2 separate regions of the Mus musculus genome follow, and region 2 is linked to region 1. The links are chromatin contacts, called in public HiChIP or PLAC-seq maps. All regions are on one chromosome and are shown on one strand. The core of a region is the stretch at or near the end of the contact, and the rest is flanking DNA. Distances in the headings are between cores, read along the strand shown. Region 1 has its middle 26 kb from the start of Gm19866. Region 2 overlaps Dapk1 (death associated protein kinase 1).

Region 1 (5,895 bases), core at 1,590-4,089:
TCAACATTGGATACCTCAATCTCTCATGATCTTTGTCATCTTTTTGGTGCATGTGTCTCCCATAGAGTGACCTTAGGAATGGGCCTTGCTCTGGCTGATGGCGTCAGAGCTCTTCCAACCACAGCAGGCAGGTTCTGCAGGGCCCTTTACCCTTGGTCCTTAGCCAAGAGGTTTGCTTCTCTTTGCTCCCCTGTCCCAGCGTGGAGCTAGGGTACAGATTTTGATGGCCTCTTATTAAGGTCCAGGGATCAGAACAGAAGGGAAGCAGAGAATGTGAACTTAGGGTCCAATCCTAAGCCCAACAGTGCAGCTCTCCTGAAGGGTCCTTTCGGCTGCCCTTGGGAAGCCATAGTCAGCTCCTCCCCACCCCCACCCCCCACCAAGGAATAACTGATTGACACGGGAAAGGAAGGAGTAGGTTTCCCTCCCTCAGAAAAGCAGGAGGCCCGTGAATCACCGCTCTGATTCAGCTCTGTGGAGCAATCTTCATTTCCAGACCAAGGCTCTACTTTGTCCCCAAGAGATGGATTTAATTAGAAGTTCCCTCCTCCCCACTGAGAACTGCTGAGAGCCTTCTTGATTTATTTTCATACAAGGCAGGGTGTATTTTGGTGTTTTTCCTAAAATAAAGTAAGAGTTGCTACAGGCAGCATTGATCTTCCAGAAGATGGTGGAGAGCTTCTCAGAGACAACAAAACAAAACAAAACAAAACAAAACCAAAAACAACCCACTCCAGCACCTTCTTGAAGCACCAGACCACTATTACCTCTGCAAACTTCAAAAAGGCAACCAAACTTTCCCTTCAAGGTGATGCGCTTTTGTTGGGATGGGCTCTGCCATGCCTCAATAACGCGTATCACCCAGATGTTTCTGGCCTAAACTACAGTGGGTTTGTTGGTTCCTCACTTCTAGTCCACACCCCACACAGATAGGCCAAGATCTGCTCTCATTGAGCTGTATTCAGAGCACTTTCTTTGAGAGCCCTGACTGGCTACTGTCTCGACTTGCAGGCCATGGTGGTACATGGAGTAGAGAGAACTCTAACCCTTGTCACTAATCAAATCTGTCCCAGAAGTGGCAAAAGTCACTTCTGTCTCCTCCCATTCACCAGAACTGGTCACTGGGTCTCACCCAATGACCCAGCAGGCAGGAAGTACAAGCCACCTTCCCTTGTAGCCTGGAGGAGTTGACAGTTATTGACAACAGCAACCACAGCATTCCAGATAAACATTTGTGGCTGAACAGAGCTTCCCCTCCCCCATCACATCTGTGTTCTCTTAGTCTCTTCTTGAAACCTTGGGGACAGCAAGGGTTTCTAGTAACAAGGACACATGCTATTATTCAATCTGTGACTGTCCTTGACATTATGTGCTTTGAGTTACTTCTATTTCCTGGGGATCTCTTTCTCTCTCTCTCTCTCTCTCTCTCTCTCTCTCTCTCTCTCTCTCTCTCTGTGTGTGTGTGTGTGTGTGTGTGTGTCTGTCTATCTGTCTGTCTGTCTGTCCCCATCTAACTTTGAGGATATTCTGAAAAGTGAAGACTAGACTCACACCAGAGCTCTCTGCTGCCTCTGGGGAAAAGGTGCCTTCACCTTAGAGTTGGTCCTGGGTGCACATTTTGTTTCTTTCTCAAATATTCATGTATTTTTATTTCAGATTCCCAGCATTTCTGTCAAAGGCTCATGTCCTCCTCTCCTCCTGTCTTGAACTTTTAACTCCAGAGCCTCTGAGGCCAAATAAGTATCACACCCATGGCTAGAGTTAATGTTAGAGTTAGGAAGAGTTCAGCTCCTGGGTATGTTTTTTTTTTTTTTTGTGGTTTATGATTGCTATTCATATCATAGGGTGTTAGTAACCACAGAGACAAGACACTGTAGAGCCATATAATGTGAGCACACATAGACACACACACACACATACATACACACACACACATGCACACACACTTATACACACATATACACACACATATACACATACACACACACCTATACACACACATATACACACACATACACACATACATACACAGACACGCATATACAGCCACATACACACACATATACACACATACACAGACACATACACACAGACACATACATATACAAATATACACACACACACACACCAATATATACAAATACACACACACACAGAGCACAATTATAACTAATTCTTTATGTTTGAAGGTATGTATTTATCAGAGTTAAATTTCCCACAGTGAGATAGCTCACCATGAGAAAAAACAATTACAGTTACTGAAAATCATTTTTCTTAGACCCATTTAAAGAAGCACAGGGATGTCTTTGCAGCAGAAAATACAGTGGATACAGGAGACAGGGTATGCAAAGCCCTGAAAGCAAGCCATGTGGCATAGGAGGGCAGGAGATTTTAAATACTCTTAGGTCAGGCTAACTTGTTCTAGGCTAAGAACAGAATCCAAACATGGCTAAACCAGAATACTCAGACCTCTTTACAAAACGTATGTGGATAACATTATTTTTTGGAGAGATTATGGGAAGTGACTTTCTTGTTAATACAATTATTTGGGATTACGGCTCAATCCTGGCATTACCAGTGAGATTTTGAGATACCGGGAGGAGAGTTTTTGCTGTGTGTGTTACAGCCCCAGTTCACAGATCAGCACGAAGGCTCTTCCACAGAGAAGAAAAAGTGGTCAAAGTTTGTAAGACTGACCCTAAACTGAGCACAATTCGCCCTTTACAGAGGGGGGATTTTTTTTTCTTTTTGTCTTTTGTTTTCCTCTGTGCCACAAGGTGGCGGTGATCACATTCTCAAACAACCATCTGCCTCAGCTAAAATGAAGCCATGAAGTGGCAAAGTTTGATGTAATCTGCATCAGGAATGGAACCAGTATGTTCACAGTGGAAGGCCGGCACGGTTGCTATGGGAACGTCTCTCTCAATCAGCTTCCTTAACCCCTCAGGAGATAAATGGAAATGACCAATAGCCTTGTGGAAGGACTTCCTGCCATGAGGTTCTGCCTGTCCTCCACAGTGGGACCTCTGCCTGAGACCACAGAATGGGTTCTCCTTCTCTGCTACCGTCCTGTAGTTGTATCAGGGGTAGATAAGAAGCAGCCTTTGGCATTTATGGTTGGACACACAATGTGCTACTAGAGGAAGAGCTGTTTAAAAGATTCATAAGGACTGTACTGAGAGAGCAAGGAGTCACAGAGTCCCACACACTAACTTAAGGCCACTTATCTTTTTGTACCTAGAAGGACAACTCCCCTGGGTGTCACAGAGTGCACCTGAATGGTTATATCAGTACCTCTTAAAATGTAGGTGTGACATCTCTGCATCCTCGGGACAAGCGGAGGCATGCTGGTGACTTCATAGCCATCTTTTCAGACTCTATTGATATTTTCTAAATTCTGAGGGGAGAAAGACATTTCTAAATAAGGATCCATGTTCCCTCTCTCCAGGCTTAGCCAAGTTGGATTATCCTGTGTAAATTATTCAGGGACCCCCCCCCCCCACACACACACACACACACACGCACACACGTACACACTTAGCTACAAGGTCTGAATCCACATCTCTCCCCTGAAAGGGTTGGGTCAGGCACTTGGCAGCAGAATGGCAGTAAGCATCAGCTGGCATGCCAGCTTCACCTCAGGTCCCCATGTGGTACCCGTGAGGAGGGAAGGCTGCTTCTCCACCAGCCCAGTTGCCAGCTTCTTTTGTAGTCTCATGGGAAACACGAGAATGCGGTTGATGAAGGTTCCATCTGAGGTTTTATCTGGATCCCTGGGTAAAAGCGTAGTTACCCATATCTCTAATTTTAAACGAGATGTTTTTGAGGCGTTGCTATGTAGCCTAGGTTGGCTTCAAGATGATAATCCTCCTGCCTCACCCTTCTAAGTACTGAGATAACTGACGTACACTATCATATCCTGACTATCGAGGCCTTCATGGAGTAAAAATGTTTACTGCTCTTCCTCGCCAGGAACCATGAACTGTGTTTATTCTCTGACTGTTGAATACTCCATAGCTGATAAACAGCGGGCACCCTCCTCACACACAGAGGGAAGGAGATTCTAACACTTGGTCTTGATGTCAATATGACACTCCTTGAAGACTTTTCTAGTCTCTTTGGTTTGCTCCTTACAGGGCATGACCCACAGAGGTCACGGCCATTCCCATTTTACAGATGGGGAGACTGAGGCAGTGACAAAGCAAGAGGGTTGTCTGCCCCTGTGCTGAGCTTCAGTCTCCATTTACTTCCCTGGGAATGCTTGCGTGGCATGTAACTTGCAACTGGCACTGGCGTAGCTTTGCCCTTTCTTTTACTGATCTTCTTTAGTATTGGGTGTACAGTGCTTAAATGAGTTGATAGGAGCACTGAACAGTGATAATGGGGTGTGGTAGATACCTAAGTGTTCAATGAATGAATGGGACAGAAATGCCTTTGCTCCCGGTCTCCCTGAGCTGTTGCAGCATGGTTGTGGTTTCCACAACAGTATGTTCAGAGCAGAGCAAGAGGTTTCTGGGTAGTAGTGACAGCTCCCACGGGACTGTGTCCTTTCCCAGAACGATATGTTCTGTTGGCTGGAACAGCCCTTATGGTACCGATGACTACATAGGTACCTATAGATGTATAGGCCTGGTGGAGCCTATCGAGGGGAAGTAGTAAGCATTGTCCTCCACGCGCTGGGCATCTTAAATAGGAGGCACGAGGTGGCAGTGCCCACAGTAGGAGTCTACTAGGCCCCACTGGGATTTCCGCGCAGACCTTGGCTTCTGATGGAGATACTTAAGGAGCCTGTCTCTCATTTCCTTCCTTTCAGTCAGACTCAGGGACTTTGTTAGTCAAGAGTGAGAGATGACGTGTCTCAGGCAGAATGGAGGGTGTCAGGCCTGAGAGGTCCCCTTTTCAGTTATCTGAGGTGGAAAGCAATCTATTTCCTTCTGAATTTTCCACAGCAGCAGGCTCGTTAGGCCCGGGTCTGTCAGAATAGGTTCCTGCTTCATCTATAGAGGTGGTTGATAATGCCCAGTTCGGTCTAGACAGGGTGTGAGACGGGGAGTGGCTTCTCAGATAAGCCATGGAGGGCTGCTCTTGGGTCTTCTGGGTATTAGCGGTTGTTTTTACAATACAACTGTGAAAACAGAGTGATCCCCTTTGCTCCCTCAGCAGAGCCCGCTCCTTGTTCCCTGTCCCCACCCCTCCAGGTCTCAGCCTCCATGGGTGGCTTGAGGATTATGTCCAGATACTTTAAGCCCCTCAAACAAGCATGATCTCTCACCTACAGTTCTCTATTTTAACTTAAGAACAATCTGCCTTTCTTTAATTATTGGGGATGTATATTTACTGTCTATTTAGAGGGAGGTGAGTGAACAGGTGGGACCCGGCAGCACCATGAAACTACCTCAGCAGCCAAGCGGCAACTGTGGCCTGCTGTGCCCTGGCTTCTGAATTCTCACACGAAGCACTTTTACTGCATGCACGGTTGACTCGCTGATCAATGGATCCTGGCAGCTATAAACATTTTATGGCTGTCTGTGACAATATGACTCCTAGGCCCCTAGAGGAGTCTATGCAGACAGGGCCTTAGGAGGAGGAGGAGAAGTTTTGCTCCCGGGGGAGGGGGTGCAGCTCCCAGAGGCCAGATCAAAACCAGGCGAGGGGTTGAGTTACTCACTCAGGGGCTTCCCACTGTCGAAGACAGAAAGGTGTCCGAGGTCCAGCAGTGTTCCCAGGTTGAGAGTGTTTATTTGTTCCCAGTCATTGCAACAATTCTAAGGATGATTTGACTGGCATTCCTTTGGGGACACTGAAGGTTAGTGGCTTGCCTATCTCCTGTTCTCTCTCAGTGCCTGAGAAATTAGCCCTTGAACTCTGGTCAGATGACACATGATACATGAGGCT
Region 2 (5,895 bases), core at 2,499-4,998, 790 kb after region 1:
ATAACAATAGAAAACTCAGAAGGGCTTTAAGGCTACAAGGTTTAAAGGGTTCAACCTTCTGTTTTTAACAAAGGTTTATGTGGTGTGTTGCTAGAATGCTGGCCTGTACCAGGAGGGGCCAGCTCCTGTCTGAAGAACAAAATGGAAGGGTTGCTGGTCCTGGCAGCTTTTGAGATTGTATCAAATGATTTAAAGCCAAGAGGGTCATAGGTGGGGCCGAGAGAGGTCACAGGTGGAATGTTAAAAGGTTAGGTATTCCAGAAAAGGTCTTTAGCAAGCATCGTCCTGTGACTGGACACGTAGTCTGTTGGATGGAGGAAATGGACAGTGTTGACAGCACTCTCAGCTCTTCAGTGAGCAAGCCCCCAGGAGGAGATCAGGAGTGCTGGCCGTATCAGGCAGACTCCTAGTTTAGTTGCTTTTGTTTTATTTCTCCATGGCTCTTCCATTTCTCCTTCCTGCTGCCTCACCTTGTCAGCTGCCCCTACCTCTAGTCAGGACTTTATGTCCAAAGTGACTCTGAGCTGCCGGATGCTCAGCACTGCGGCTGTAAACATAGTGATGGGAGCCTGCTGCCCTTCCTGCAAATGTAGTTGATCCCTGTGAACTTTAGAACATTCTCTCTCTAGGTCAGCTGTGTAGACTTGGGCTGTGTGGAAATGGTGTATGCCCTTTCCTTTCTGCATGTGGTTGGAGAGAAGAGAAGAAGCAGTGGAAAGAAGAGGAGAGACTTTTGTGAGGTTACTGTTTTCAGTGAGGAGAGGGCGGAGAAGTGTGTTATTGTATGGATTTCCCTTTTCTGCGAAGTTTTAGAGAATTGGTCGCTCATCCTAGCGAAGCTGACAGTGTTCATTGAATGACTACATAATGACAGCAGTTCAGAGGGATCATGGCAGGGGCCCTGGATGTTCCACAGAAAGCTGGACACAGTATTAGCAGTCATGCAGGCTCACTGAGTGCCAGTGTGCTGGACACAGCATTAGCGGTCTCTGTGTGTGCTCTCACTGCAGAGTTCGGTGAGCGCCATACCTCAGGTCTGTTCATTTTTATGACTCTGACAAGCAAGAGGAAAATGGCAGTTTAAGAAAAATGATGCATGGGGTTGGGAGATGGCTCAGTCAGTGAAGGACCTGAATTATATCACTAGAACCTACATCAAATACCTGGGTATGGCAATGTGTGCTTGTTAGCTCAGCAGTGGGGAGGCAGAGACAGCTAACCCTAACCCTAACCCTAACCCTAACCCTAACCCTAACCCTAACCCTAACCCTAACCTTAACCCTAACCCTAACCCTAACCCTGCGACTTGGTGACCAGCCAGCTTAGCCTACTTGGTGAGTTCTAGGCCATGGAGAGACCCATGTGTGGCAGTTTGAATAAGAATAGCTCCCATAGACTCAGATAGATATGGCCCTGTTGAAGGAAGTGTGACACTGGGGGTAGGCTTTGAGGTTTCAAAAGCCCATGCCAACCCAGTCTCTCTTCCTTGCTCTTGGCCTGTGGGTCAGGGTGTCGTTCTCCGCTATTGCTCCTGCACCCTGAGTGCTGCAGTGTTCCCAACATGCTCCCCACCCACTGTCACGATAATGAACTAAACTTCTGAAACTGCGAGCAAGCCCACAGTTACACATTTTCCTTTGTAAGAGTTGCTTCGGCCCTGCGGTGGTGGCGCACGCCTTTAATCCCAGCACTTGGGAGGCAGAGTCAGAGGCAGAGGCAGAGGCAGGTGGATTTCTGAGTTCGAGGCCAGCCTGGTCTACAGAGCAAGTTCCAGGACATCCAGGGCTACACAGAAACCCTATCTCAAAAAACCAACCAACCAAACAAAACAAAACAAACAAAAAAAGAATTGCTTCGGTCACAGCGCATCTTCACAGCAGTAGAACAAAGACCAAGAAACCATGTTTCAAAAGGAAAAAGAAAATAGTGGATGGTAACTGAAGTTATTCTGTAGCCTGCACACATACGTGCACACACAGAGGCATGCACACTTGCATACGTGTTCACCCACATAAATATGAACAAGCATATACACACAAGAAGTGTGACACGGGGAGAGAGGACACGCTTTCCTGTGCTGTAAAACCTGTGTGTAGAGATAATCCCACCTTTGATTCTCACGACTGCTCCAGGGGTCAGAATACTTGCTTCCTCTTCCTTGACCACCTCAGAAACTTGCTCACACCTGCTTCCACACTGAAGCTGGACACCTATGGATTGCCTTGTAGACTGCTGTGTGTGAACCGTTGTCCTCTCTTTTAGAGCCTTACGCTAGCGTGCAGGAACCAGTGTTGATCTCAACAGGAGTTCATGGAGAAGGTTGTATGGAGACTTGGCCCAGGCCTCCAGGCATACAAATGCTTCTTGCAGTGTGCCTGATATGAGTTGACTTCTATAGGAAAGGTGGCAGAATATATTTATAAAGGAAACCGTCTTAGTGCCATACAGGGCTTGAAAAAGTTAACTCTCTGTCCCCTCCCAGCCCCCCGACACCACATTGGTTTTCTGTTTTGTCATAGTCACTCTTCTGCTTTCATGCCATGCATATAACACATACTTTCATGCAGGCCCTCACCTCCTCCCTACCTCACACATTTAGACTTTACACGTGAGAGAGAGCATAAAATGTTTGACTTTCTGAGCCTGTCTTATTTTGCTTAGCATGATCTCTAGTTTCATTTTCCTGCCCGTGACCCAATTTTCCATTTTTTTAAAAAATATAGCTGAATACAACTCCTCTGTATGTATGCACCCCATTTCTTTCTCCGTTTACCTGTTGATGAGTGTCGAGGCTGGTACTGTGATTTGGCTGCTGTGATGATTGCAGTTGAGAATGTGGCTGCGCGAGTGTCTCTGTGGTATAATGTGGCATGATGACTTATGCATTCCTTGAGAGATGTCCCCAGGACTGACATAGAAGCTTTTTAAAAAAAATTATGCGGTGTTGCTGTGTGTGTGTTTGTGAGTCTGTTTGTGTATATGTGCATGTGTGTGCATGCATGCCTGTGTGCCATGTCAACGTGTGGAGGTCGGAGGAGAACTGGCAGGAATCATCCCGACTTCCGTCCTGTGCATACGGTGGATCAAGCTCAGGTTGCAGGTTTTGCACCAAGTGCCCTTCTCTGCTGCGGCCTCTTGCTGGAATAGTCGTTTTTTAAGGAGCCTCCATCCTGATTTTCAATGTAGCCTCCCAGGCGTACACTCCCACCAGCAATGAATCAGGGTTCCTTTTTGCCCACATCTTCATTAGCATTTGTGGCCACTTGTTTTTGGTGATAGCCGTTCTGACTGGGATGAGATGGAATCTTAATGTCGTTTTCATTTGACAGCCAGGGAAGGGTGTTGAACACATGCTCAAGTCTTTCTCGGACACTGGTATTTATACTTTCGGGAGCGGTCTGTTTAGCTCATTTGCCCATTTGTTGATTGTTTGATCTGTTTTATATTTTAGTTTTTAATTTCTGAGTTTGTTATACTCTAGATGATTGTCCCCTGTCATTTTTATAACTGGTGAAGATTCTCTCCCATCCTGTAAACTGTCTCTTCTGTTCCCTTCGTTGATTTTCATACATTTGAAGGAACGTTATCCTGGGTGCACAGCCTGGCCCTCCCAGACCCTCCCAGTTCCCATCTGGTGATTAGGGTGCTGAATTAGCTGTGGTTTACATCCCTCCTACCTCAGAAGGATCTCGTCTACTTCCCATCTATAAATACTGTGCTGTGTCCCAGTTTTATATTATAGCTATAAAATTAGCTTCAGGCTGTGTTGCTGTACACAACAGCCGCTCCTTGTTTGTAGCCACTGAGTGCTTGTACTGGGCTGTGCTGTGAGTGCTAAGTGTGCAACAGAGGGACGGGGGTGGGGGTGGAGAATGCAGGGCATGACGGTGCATGAGGTTGAGGCAGATGGGTCTCTGTGAGCTTAGCTTACCTAAGCACGACATTAATGAGACCCTGTCTAGAAAAATAAATAAATAAAAATAGAAAGAAATCTCATCGTGTCTAAATGTGTGAGTGATGGTATTTTACTGGAATAAAATGTGTTATTGAAGTTAGTCTGGCCTGTATTCTTTTGCTTTACTGAAGCGGGGACTACAGAATTTTAAACTGCACAGACCGTCTGCGCTTGTGGCTTATTGTGTATTTCTGTCAGGCAGCTCTGTCCTGAAGCCATTGCATTTATAGATGTTTGTCTTAAAACTTAAGTGTGTGTGTGTGTGTGTCCCGGTGACGAAGGCGGCATAGCTGTCCTCCATTTTCCTACAATGATATGGAGACAATATGGTTAGGCAAGTTTTCTAAGTAGATAACTGACACTACTGGGGCGTTGTATAGGTCAGTGTAGATACTGGATTAGCTTCACAGTAAGAGGGATGTTTCAGGGGTTTTGTTGTGTGAGATTTAACTGCATGTGTTTAAGGGAGTCAGAACGTGAATAAGTGCGGATTTCAATTCCATTTTATCCAGATGTCACTGACTGTTTTGAGTCAGTGAGATAGTGGCTGCACATCCTATCATCCATCCATCCATCCACCTCTCTATATATCTGTCTATGCATGAATGTATGTATGTATGTATGTAATCTATCTATTCTAGCTGTCTGTCTATCTATCTATCCATCTACTTATCTCTATATATCCATCTATCAGTGCATGCATGCATCCATCCATGTATGCATATTTATATGTGTATATATCTGTGTGCTGTCTATGTATGTATGTATCAATCCATGTATGCATGTATGTTTGTTTGTATTTATGTATCTGCTTGTCTGCTGTCTCTCTCTCTTTCTCTCTCTCTCTCTCTCTCTCTCTCTCTCTCTCTCTCTCTCTCAGACAAGGCCACTCGAGGCCCAGGATGATCTTGAACGCCACACCCTCCTACCTCCACTACTCTGAAGGGCTAAAATGACCACTGAGCTCTGTGTACACACTGCTGTGGTTGGTGTATACTAGGCAAGCACTCTGCACACTGACCTTCATCCCAGCACTGACGTCCAACATTCTAAATATGATTCCAGTGCCCCTGATACATGGCTTTCTGCTGTCTCTGTGCCTGTTTCCTTTTAATAGTCTAAGGCGGTAATGATGGTGATAAAAAATAATAAAAACTAATAATCCTACCCAATTATTGTTCTCTTTAGTGGCTGGGCCTGTCAATCAGACATCAACACTAAGTTGGGTTTGGGATTCCACGGCCCAAGACTGAACTGCCCACTCTGCCAGCACTAGAGTTTACTGAGGTGAAAGCTGAGGTTCCTGCTTCTGTGTTTCGGGTTTTTCATCCATGGTACAGCTGGAAACGTTCTCCTTTACCGGAAGTACAAAGTTTGGGAGTTCTTGTACTGCTCATAGCTCTGCAAGTCACTACATTCAGCACAGTGGCTTAAACGTGAGCTCCTAAGCAAGAAGGCTTCTCTGACACAGCCTGCAGAATTTCCTAACAAGGATGGAAAGAAAGCTAGGCCCTCCTCTGTCTCCTTGGCTTGGTTAAGTCTTGCTTCTGATGCCTGGTTTTCTAACTTGAGATATTCTCAGCAGAACAGTATTTGGATTTTTCCAGTACATAATAAATGTTGTTCCTGAATGATTACCTCACAGCAGGTGGTTACATCACCATTACCTCACAGCAGGTGGTTACATCACCATTACCTCACAGCAGGTGGTTACATCACCATTACCTCACAGCAGGTGGTTACATCACTATTACCTCACAGCAAGTGATTACATCACCATTACCTCACAGCAGGTGGTTACATCACCATTACCTCACAGCAAGTGATTATATCACCATTACCTCACAGGAGGTGGTTACATCACCATTACCTCACAGGAGGTGGTTACATCACCATTACCTCACAGCAGGTGGTTACATCACCATTACCTCACAGCAGGT

Evidence for each region. HiChIP or PLAC-seq counts read pairs in DNA pulled down with a chosen protein or histone mark.
Region 2: an H3K27ac HiChIP or PLAC-seq map of VIP interneurons shows a contact between it and region 1, with 6 times the contacts expected there. The contact joins two enhancer-like sites. A contact is called at or near these places in 3 of 115 datasets of contacts at active chromatin or transcription factors (VIP interneurons, embryonic basal ganglia and microglia).

The regions. Positions count from the first base shown.
Region 1 is chr13:59,887,007-59,892,901 of GRCm38.p6, forward strand. No RefSeq gene overlaps it. Among named protein-coding and RNA genes, the nearest start is that of Gm19866, 26 kb to the right of the region's middle. Within about 2 kb of position 2,840, at least 62 of the 459 cell types and tissues checked have an H3K27ac peak or open chromatin away from gene starts, as enhancers often do. A contact at or near this core is called in VIP interneurons, where this site is marked.
Region 2 is chr13:60,675,378-60,681,272 of GRCm38.p6, forward strand. The region is part of intron 2 of Dapk1 (death associated protein kinase 1); the gene reads left to right. Among named protein-coding and RNA genes, the nearest start is that of Gm35540, 7.6 kb to the right of the region's middle. Within about 2 kb of position 3,749, at least 13 of the 459 cell types and tissues checked have an H3K27ac peak or open chromatin away from gene starts, as enhancers often do. A contact at or near this core is called in VIP interneurons, where this site is marked.